Linked DNA regions of Mus musculus: all the other regions are linked to region 1. The links are chromatin contacts, called in public ChIA-PET and promoter capture Hi-C maps. All regions are on one chromosome and are shown on one strand. The core of a region is the stretch at or near the end of the contact, and the rest is flanking DNA. Distances in the headings are between cores, read along the strand shown.

Region 1 (2,519 bases), core at 10-2,509:
TAAAGGGATCTGCAACCCTATAGGCGGAACAACATTATGAACTAACCAGTACCCCGGAGCTCTTGACTCTAGCTGCATATGTATCAAAAGATGGCCTAGTCAGCCATCACTGGAAAGAGAGGCCCATTGGACACGCAAACTTTATATGCCCTAGTACAGGGGAACGCCAGGGCCAAAAAGGGGGAGTGGGTGGGTAGGGGATTGGGGGTGGGTGGGTATGGGGGACTTTTGGTATAGCATTGGAAATGTAAATGAGCTAAATACCTAATAAAAAATGGAAAAAAAAAAAAAAAACAAGGGCATGTGAGGACCAATGTTGACTTCCCCATGAGTAAAATTGCAGGAGTTCCAAGAAGTTCTGCCTTTTGCCCTTCTTCCTCTGGTCAGAAAATCTCTCCGGAATGTACATTTGTACTGTAGTCGTAGCCTTCATGAGGATTTTCATATTAACTTATTTTAGAAAAGAGACAGAGACCTACATGTTATTTATTTATTCACTAATACAGTTCATTGTCCACTCTCTGCTCTGTCCACAGGCAACTGGCTAAGAGTCTTGGGCAGGCTGGTGAAATCGAGCCTGAAACAGAAGGGATACTGACAGAATATGGTGTGGACTTCTCTGATTTCTCTTCAGAAGTTCTTGAATGTCTCCCTCAAAGCCTGCCCTGGACAATCCCACCTGATGAGGTGGGCAAGAGAAGAGACCTAAGGTAAACATGGGGAACACCTGGGAACAGCTGTTCCTGCTCTGTCTTCTCCCCTGATGTTTCTTCTAGGGGTCGAGCTAAGATATTTCCTTCTTTTATCCACTGTTTGGATTCAGTTGAAAGTCTGGTGCTTCTGTACCAGAGGTCAGCAAGTGACGGATTACCAGCTAAATCCAGCCCACCACTTGAGCTCATCAACTGAAGATGGATTTCAGATTTTAATGATTTGAAAACTGTCAGCAATAATTAATAGCTATGAATAGTTACTAATCTTCCTAAAGTGATATGAGATTCATAATTCTGTGTTTAGTCACATTGCAGTAGAATACAACTATATATGGTTCTTTGCTTATATATTGCTCAACCATGACATTCTTCATGACAACTTCAAAGTTATTGCAACATTTGTGTTGCCTTAAAATGTTGACCCTTTGTTCTTTTGCAAACATTTTGCAAACATTTGTTTCTAGAATGGTTCTAGACCATTCTAATTTCAAAAGATTGCAGGTGGTTTTACCTAGTCTCTTCTCCTTGCTGGACCCCAGTCTCATGACAGAAAGGCAGTGTTATCTGCTTAGAAGTGCTTCCTCTAAGTGGGCCTCTCTAGGCACATAGCAGAGGATTCAGGACCTTGTGCTTGGAGGCTCATTTTAAAGCTTTACTTTTAGGTCTGGAATTTATTGGAAAGTACTTTTGTGGTATTTTTATAACAACATCTTCTTTGAAGATGTTTCTTCATTGTGGGATGTTAGTTCTTTTCTGATATTTCTCTTCAGAATTTGGTTTCAGTACTGGCATTCATTCTGGATGCCACATGGAGATACTTAGAACCAAGAAAGTTTTCATACACCCCACCACGGAGGCTGTGGAAGGTTTTTGCTGAGGTTATCCCGTGTCAGTGTCTTTCCACCACACTTGCTTGCTTTGTAGCTGAACTTATGGTGCCTTCAGCTCCAAGTGTCCAGTCTGAGGGTCCTTTTCTGCCCTCTCAGGCATTGTATCTTTTGAGAACGTACTGTCTGTTTTTTGCTTTTCTTGCTGAGAGTGTGTGAAGAAAATGAGATAATAATCCCTTCCTACCCTTCAGTGTGGCTGATAGAAACACATGGATTTCAGTTCATTTGGCACAGTGTGCTCCTGGATGTTACTGCGTAACACATAGGGGTTATCTCCTCTGGACCCTGAACCTGGACCTTCTGGAGCCTTTGTTGCACAATTGAGAGCTTACTGAGATCTTTTCCTGGATTTAGGACTATATAAAAAACTTGATGAAGCCAGATGTGGTGACACAGATTTGGGAGCATGAGGCAGGAGATCCAGGATGCTCCACAGTGAGTTGTAGACCAGGCTAGGCTGCATGGTAAAATCCTGCCTCAGAAAACAAAAGACCTCTAGGCTGGGTATGATGTATTCTTAAAGGAGAGTGTCAAAGAATTTAAAAAGTGGGAAAAGAGACTAAAACCAAACAAAAAAAAAGAAAAATTATCAAGGAATGATTAAATTCAAACAATAATCATTATTTTTGAAGTCTAATTTAGTGCTTATTTAGTTTTCAATGTACTTTTTACCCCCAAATTCTGTTTACAGAAATGTATCTTACTGAGTGAAGTATTCAAAGGTTTATGAGCCAAGATTTTCATTGCTGTTTTACTGTAAAAACTGCTGAGTCTATCAGTAATGGAATGGTTTAATAACTATGGTCTACCCATCCCTATGATGATGTTACCTACAGCTATGCAAAAAAGTGACTGTATCCATATTGTCTGTCCTAGAGAGGAGACCATCAAATACTGTTAAGTGAAAGAAGAAACT
Region 2 (2,519 bases), core at 11-2,510, 170 kb before region 1:
TGACCTGTGAATATCCTTTTGAAATCACTTCTAGGTTAGTTATAGTATCTCTTGTATTGTTTAGGGAATAATGACAAGGAAAAAATGTATGCATATTCAGCATTTTTTTCTTGGTTCTTTTTATCTGTATTGGTTAAATCCACCAAGGTCAAACCTTTGGATTTGGAGAGTCCAGTGTACCACTAAATGGCTTACACAACAGAAATGTATTGCTCAAAGGTCTGGAAGCCAGAAGCCTGACATCCAGGTGTTGGCAGAGTTGATTCATGAAGGCTATGAAGAAACTGTTCCATCTCGCCCTCTCCTAGCTTCAGGAGGTTGCTGGCAATCTCAGGCATTCTTTGGCTTTTAGACACACCATTTTGATGTTTGCCTTAATCTTCACGTGATGTTATCTCTGCAAGTGTGTCTGTGTTCAAAATTTTCCTTTTTATAAAGACAACAGTTATTTGGTATGCCCCCACTCTTATATGATGTCATTTTAACTAATTATTTCTTCAGAAACCAAATAAAGTTACATGCTGAGAAGCTTCAGGGTTAGGACTTCAGCTTACATTGTGTTAGTCAGCTGTTACTGTAACACAGTATCTGAGATGACTAACCTATTTTGCCTTATAGTTTTGGGATCCAGTCTCTATGATGAACTATAGCTCTGTTGCTTTGGGCCTGTGGTGAGGTCACATGGTGATGGGAGTACGTGGCAAACTAAATTGGATATGCCATGACCAGAGAGCAAAGGAAAGAAGCAGAAAGAGGCTAGGATTCCATTACCCCCTTCCAGGGCTCATCACCAGTGACATAAGACCCTTTCCTAGGCCATTTCCTAATGACGCAAGGCTCCTTGGGAGACATTCATCTGTACAGTCATAGCACTCTCCTTGTTCCTGCAGACAGGGTAGCTCCTGGTGGGTTAGGTGGTAGTGGTTTAGAAGCTCTATAGTTTGAAACTGGGGCTAATGTGAGGGACTCATGATGAGGAATGGTTGGAGTAAATGTGGTTCTGCTATGCACTGATTTTCATTGACTGAGAACCTGAAATTTGTCAGAGAGAGAAGTCTCACAAAGACAGATGTGTCTGAGGCCCGAGGAAGAATGCGCTGTTAAGAGTCTCAAGAGTTGATGAAATGGAGTCTAAGCTCCTAGAAGAGAGTAGAGATTCAGAGTTAAGGAAGAAACCATAGATCTTCACTTCTGAGAACTGGCTTAAGCTTGTTCAAAGTACAATTGTCCTCAGTATCCATGGGGTCAATATGTAACGATTCAATGACAGCAGATCAAAGGTCATTACAGTCACATTTGCACTGGAGCAGGTGTGGGCTCTTACTCTGTCCTCAGTACACAATTTGCACAGAACTTACATAACTTTCTCACATGCAAGTATGCGTGTGTTTAAATATAGTTCTCTTTGTGTGCATGTGCATGCATGTGCACATATATGCATGTTTGTGTGGTGGCTGGAGGACAACCTCTGGTATCATACACAGGGAGGCCACCCATCTCCTTTGAGATAGTCTCTTATAGGCCTGGAACTTGCCAACTAGGCTAGTCTGGCAGTTCAGTGAGTGTCAAGGATGGATCCTGTGTTTGTGTCTCCCATGATGGGATTACAAGTGCCAGCTAGTATGCCTGCTCTTGTTCCTTGGGTTCTGGGGTTGAGCTCAATTGCTTGTGCTTATAGGATAAGTGCTTTACTGACTGAACCATATCGAAGATAGTTTAAGTGTATAGATGGATGGGCATAGACACAGATACAGTCCCATTTAATATAAAGGACTTGGTCATCTTTGGATTTTGGTACCACAAGGGTCTTGGAACCAGTGTTCCAAGGAACAACTACACTATGTTTAAGGCCTTGAGAGACTGGGAACCATTTTGAATCTCTTTTAGAATCTTTAACTTGAAAGTAAAGAAGAAGTAGAGACCAAAACCTGGCAATCACTGAAGAGTGAGGATGTACTTCTCTAGAGATTACTGTTTTCTAGAGATAGGTGTTAATATCCAGTGGAAACATAGCATGTGAGCTGTGCAGGGAGAGATGGAAAATACAGATGGAGTTCTTTGTAGAGTTTTTTTTTTTTTTAAAGATTTATTTATTTATTATATGTAAGTACATTGTAGCTGTCTTCAGGCATTCCAGAAGAGGGTGTCAGATCTCGTTACGGATGGTTGTGAGCCACCATGTGGTTGCTGGGATTTGAACTCTGGACCTTCGGAAGAGCAGTCGGGTGCTCTAACCCACTGAGCCACCTCACCAGCCCGAGTTTTTTTTTTTTTTTTTAATTAGATAGTTTCTTTATTTACATTTCAAATGTTATCCCCTTTCCTAGTCTCCTCTCTGAAAACCCCCTATCCCTTCCCCCTCTCCTCCTGCTCGCCAACCCATCCACTCCCCCTTCCTGGCCCTGGCATTCCCCCACACTGGAGCATAGAGCCTTCACAGGACAAAGGGCCTCTCCTCCCACTGATGACCGACTAGGCCATCCTCTGCTACATATGCAGCTAGAGCCATGAGTCCCACC
Region 3 (2,519 bases), core at 12-2,511, 140 kb after region 1:
TGCTTATACATGTGTGGTGCATGTTTGGTGGGTGTGTGCATGCAGAGGCTTGGCAGTCACCCTCAGCTGCTTTTCCACGTTTCTCTCTGAGGCACAGTCTCCCATCACGTCCAGGGCTCACTAGTATGGCGAGTCTTTCAAGCCGGCTTGCACTAGAGATCCCCTCTTTCCTCTCTGGGATAGGAATTCTCGGCATGTGTGTGAGTTCTGGGGAGCCACCTCTGGTCCTCATACTTATGCAAAAAGTGTTTTAACCACTTGGCATTCTCCCCAGCTCTCATTCCTTTTTATTGCTGAATAAAACTCCACTGTGCGTATGTACCACATTTTCTGTATCCCTTCTTCCCTTGATGGGATCTAGACTGGTTCTGTAGAAGTGCCATGAAAACTGCTTTGGTACAGATCGATGTCTGTGTTGTGCTGACTTTGTACTCCCTTCAGACAGATGTCCAGAGGTGGTAGAACTGGATCATAGGATAGTGCTATTTTCTCTCTCTCTCTCTCTCTCTCTCTCTCTCTCTCTCTCTCTCTCTCTCTCTCTCTCTCCCTCCCTCCCTCCCTCCCTCCCTCCCTCCCTCCCTCCCTCTCTTTCTTTCTTCTTTTTGGAGAAGCCTCCACACTGATTTCCATAGTAGCTGAACTAAATTCTTTTTAATTTAACTGAAATAGAGGCCTGCTTAGAGCCAAGGTATAATCTGTAAGAAAAGCCTTTGACTCCAGTGAAGTTCCTGGCTTTGTTGTGGTAAAGAAGCATTTGTTTCTAGTTTGAGTGTTCATCTGGGTCAGTAAGAGGACAGACCATTCCCAAGAGTGTGCTTTGCTCTGAGGGAGAGAAAAATTGTCCAGTATCTAATGGTGCAAATCATTAGTTGTGTTAATAACCCTACAGGGGAAAAAATCATAATAACGTATCCCCCTTTCATGTACTTAATGTAGCTAAATTTTCCCTAATGAGTTAAAAGTCCATGGAATTTTTGGAGATAGTAATTGGCTCCACATTGGAAATGCTCAAGCTCCCTGAGCCCTGGGCTCCAGTAAGACAGGTAGTAAACCTGCCTGAGCCCTATGAAGCCCTGTGTTCACCTGAGGTCTCCTTGCCAGAGTCCCAAAAGAAACCAGGACTCAGCAGGTTGTCTTTTCATCTTCACTTACAGGGTCGCCAAGTCAGTGTGCTCCTAACCTAATTCTGAACTCCCTTCTTTCCCCCACAGTGTAATATTTACCTAACTGGTTGTTCAAATCAAACCTTGAACCTTGGTTCTCCTTTGTCACCATATCCATCAGCTGTTGATTCTACTTCTAAAACTCACTGCCACTTAGATCTCCCGAGTGTCCATTTCTCTTCATCCTGCCTACCTGCCCTCTGGTCTCCACTCCCATTCCCTTAGGAACAGCCCTGTGTAGGCTCCCATTTCTCTCCTCTTCCTTCAGACAGCACAGTAGCCAGCTAAAAGGGTCTTCCCAAACTGAACTGTGGTGACATCATCCACCCCTTTCTTAGAGCAGATCACGATCCTTCCTTTGTAGTTAAAGCAAAGGTCAGAGTCCAATATAGCCAAGAGTGCCATGCATATTTTGCCTGGCCTTCCTTCCACAGTGAACCACCCACTGTGATCCTTGTAGCTATTGGACCCAGCTTCTGGCCATCCTTCAGTTCCTGCAGCTCCTGCTCAGGACCTGTGTATATGCTGTGACTTCTGCCCAAGACAACTGTCTGTTCCCTCACCTGTGGGCTCATCACCCCTCCTTCCCACAGCCCTGTTCTGCCTGGGTCAGCTCATTTGCTTCTCTAGAAACATGGTAAGTTACATTTTGCCTCCCATAAAGATTCCAAGAACCCTCTTCAGTTCAAACTTCTACATATACCTGGCTGTTCCCTACAATAGAGGTTTGCTCTTGTGACAGACAGCAGGCTCCACAAAGGTGACCCCACTGCTGTAGTGCTCCTGTGTCCTCTGCTAGCTCAGAGGCAGGTATAAATGTGCTTTCCGAGTACGAATTACATGGCCAGTGCATAAGATGCCCCTGGTGGCAGTACCTGTGGATGGCAGAGCTCCAGTGACAGGACTCTGCCACAGTGAGAGGTTGGCGTTTCCACAGCACATCCACTGCAGGGAGCTGACTTGTTTGATTCTCCCTCCGTTGAGCCCAAACTCACTGGTTTTTCTTTTCTCTTTGTTTAGCTGAAGCTTGCTTTTACTCTGGACCATGAGACTGGACTGCCTCAAGGATGTCACATCTATGAGTACCGAGACAGCAACAAGTAAGCCACTCACTCAGGGGAAAGCATCGCCTACTTGCTGAGCAGCTGGGGCAGGCTTTCTGACTCGGGCTTCCCTTACAGGGGTGCTCAACATTTTTGCTACATGTGAGAAAATGTCTGGCACACACATACAAAATATCCACCCCAAAAGTCTCTTTTGACCTTAAATATAATAGAAAGGAACTTGTATAGAGGGCTAGAGCAATGGCTCAAAGCACGTACTGTGAAAGTGTAAGGACCTGAGTTTTAACCCCCA

Evidence for each region. Promoter capture Hi-C pulls out the DNA fragments that hold promoters and counts their contacts. ChIA-PET counts read pairs in DNA pulled down with a chosen protein or histone mark.
Region 2: a promoter capture Hi-C map of liver shows a contact between it and region 1, with 2.5 times the contacts expected there. The contact joins two enhancer-like sites. A contact is called at or near these places in 4 of 39 promoter capture datasets (3T3-L1-derived adipocytes, liver and stem cell-derived epiblast-like cells), 4 of 484 Hi-C or Micro-C datasets (adipose-derived mesenchymal stem cells, brain and embryonic stem cells), 13 of 115 datasets of contacts at active chromatin or transcription factors (the 230-238 cell line, bone marrow-derived macrophages, cardiomyocytes and 4 more) and 3 of 9 other capture datasets (adipose tissue, embryonic stem cells and liver).
Region 3: an H3K27ac ChIA-PET map of liver shows a contact between it and region 1, with 4 times the contacts expected there. The contact joins two enhancer-like sites. A contact is called at or near these places in 2 of 484 Hi-C or Micro-C datasets (liver and nephron progenitors) and 3 of 115 datasets of contacts at active chromatin or transcription factors (embryonic stem cells, fibro-adipogenic progenitors and liver).

What each region holds. Positions count from the first base shown.
Region 1 is chr1:86,877,867-86,880,385 of GRCm38.p6, forward strand. It overlaps Dis3l2 (DIS3 like 3'-5' exoribonuclease 2), which reads left to right. Exons shown (of 21, transcript NM_153530.2): 9 at 537-710. Among named protein-coding and RNA genes, the nearest start is that of Gm41909, 49 kb to the right of the region's middle. Within about 2 kb of position 1,260, at least 4 of the 459 cell types and tissues checked have an H3K27ac peak or open chromatin away from gene starts, as enhancers often do. A contact at or near this core is called in liver, where this site is marked.
Region 2 is chr1:86,711,976-86,714,494 of GRCm38.p6, forward strand. All of the region lies in intron 1 of Dis3l2 (DIS3 like 3'-5' exoribonuclease 2), which reads left to right. Among named protein-coding and RNA genes, the nearest start is that of Dis3l2, 9.4 kb to the left of the region's middle. Within about 2 kb of position 1,261, at least 9 of the 459 cell types and tissues checked have an H3K27ac peak or open chromatin away from gene starts, as enhancers often do. A contact at or near this core is called in liver, where this site is marked.
Region 3 is chr1:87,018,855-87,021,373 of GRCm38.p6, forward strand. It overlaps Dis3l2 (DIS3 like 3'-5' exoribonuclease 2), which reads left to right. Exons shown (of 21, transcript NM_153530.2): 14 at 2,184-2,263. Among named protein-coding and RNA genes, the nearest start is that of Gm28375, 47 kb to the right of the region's middle. Within about 2 kb of position 1,262, at least 5 of the 459 cell types and tissues checked have an H3K27ac peak or open chromatin away from gene starts, as enhancers often do. A contact at or near this core is called in liver, where this site is marked.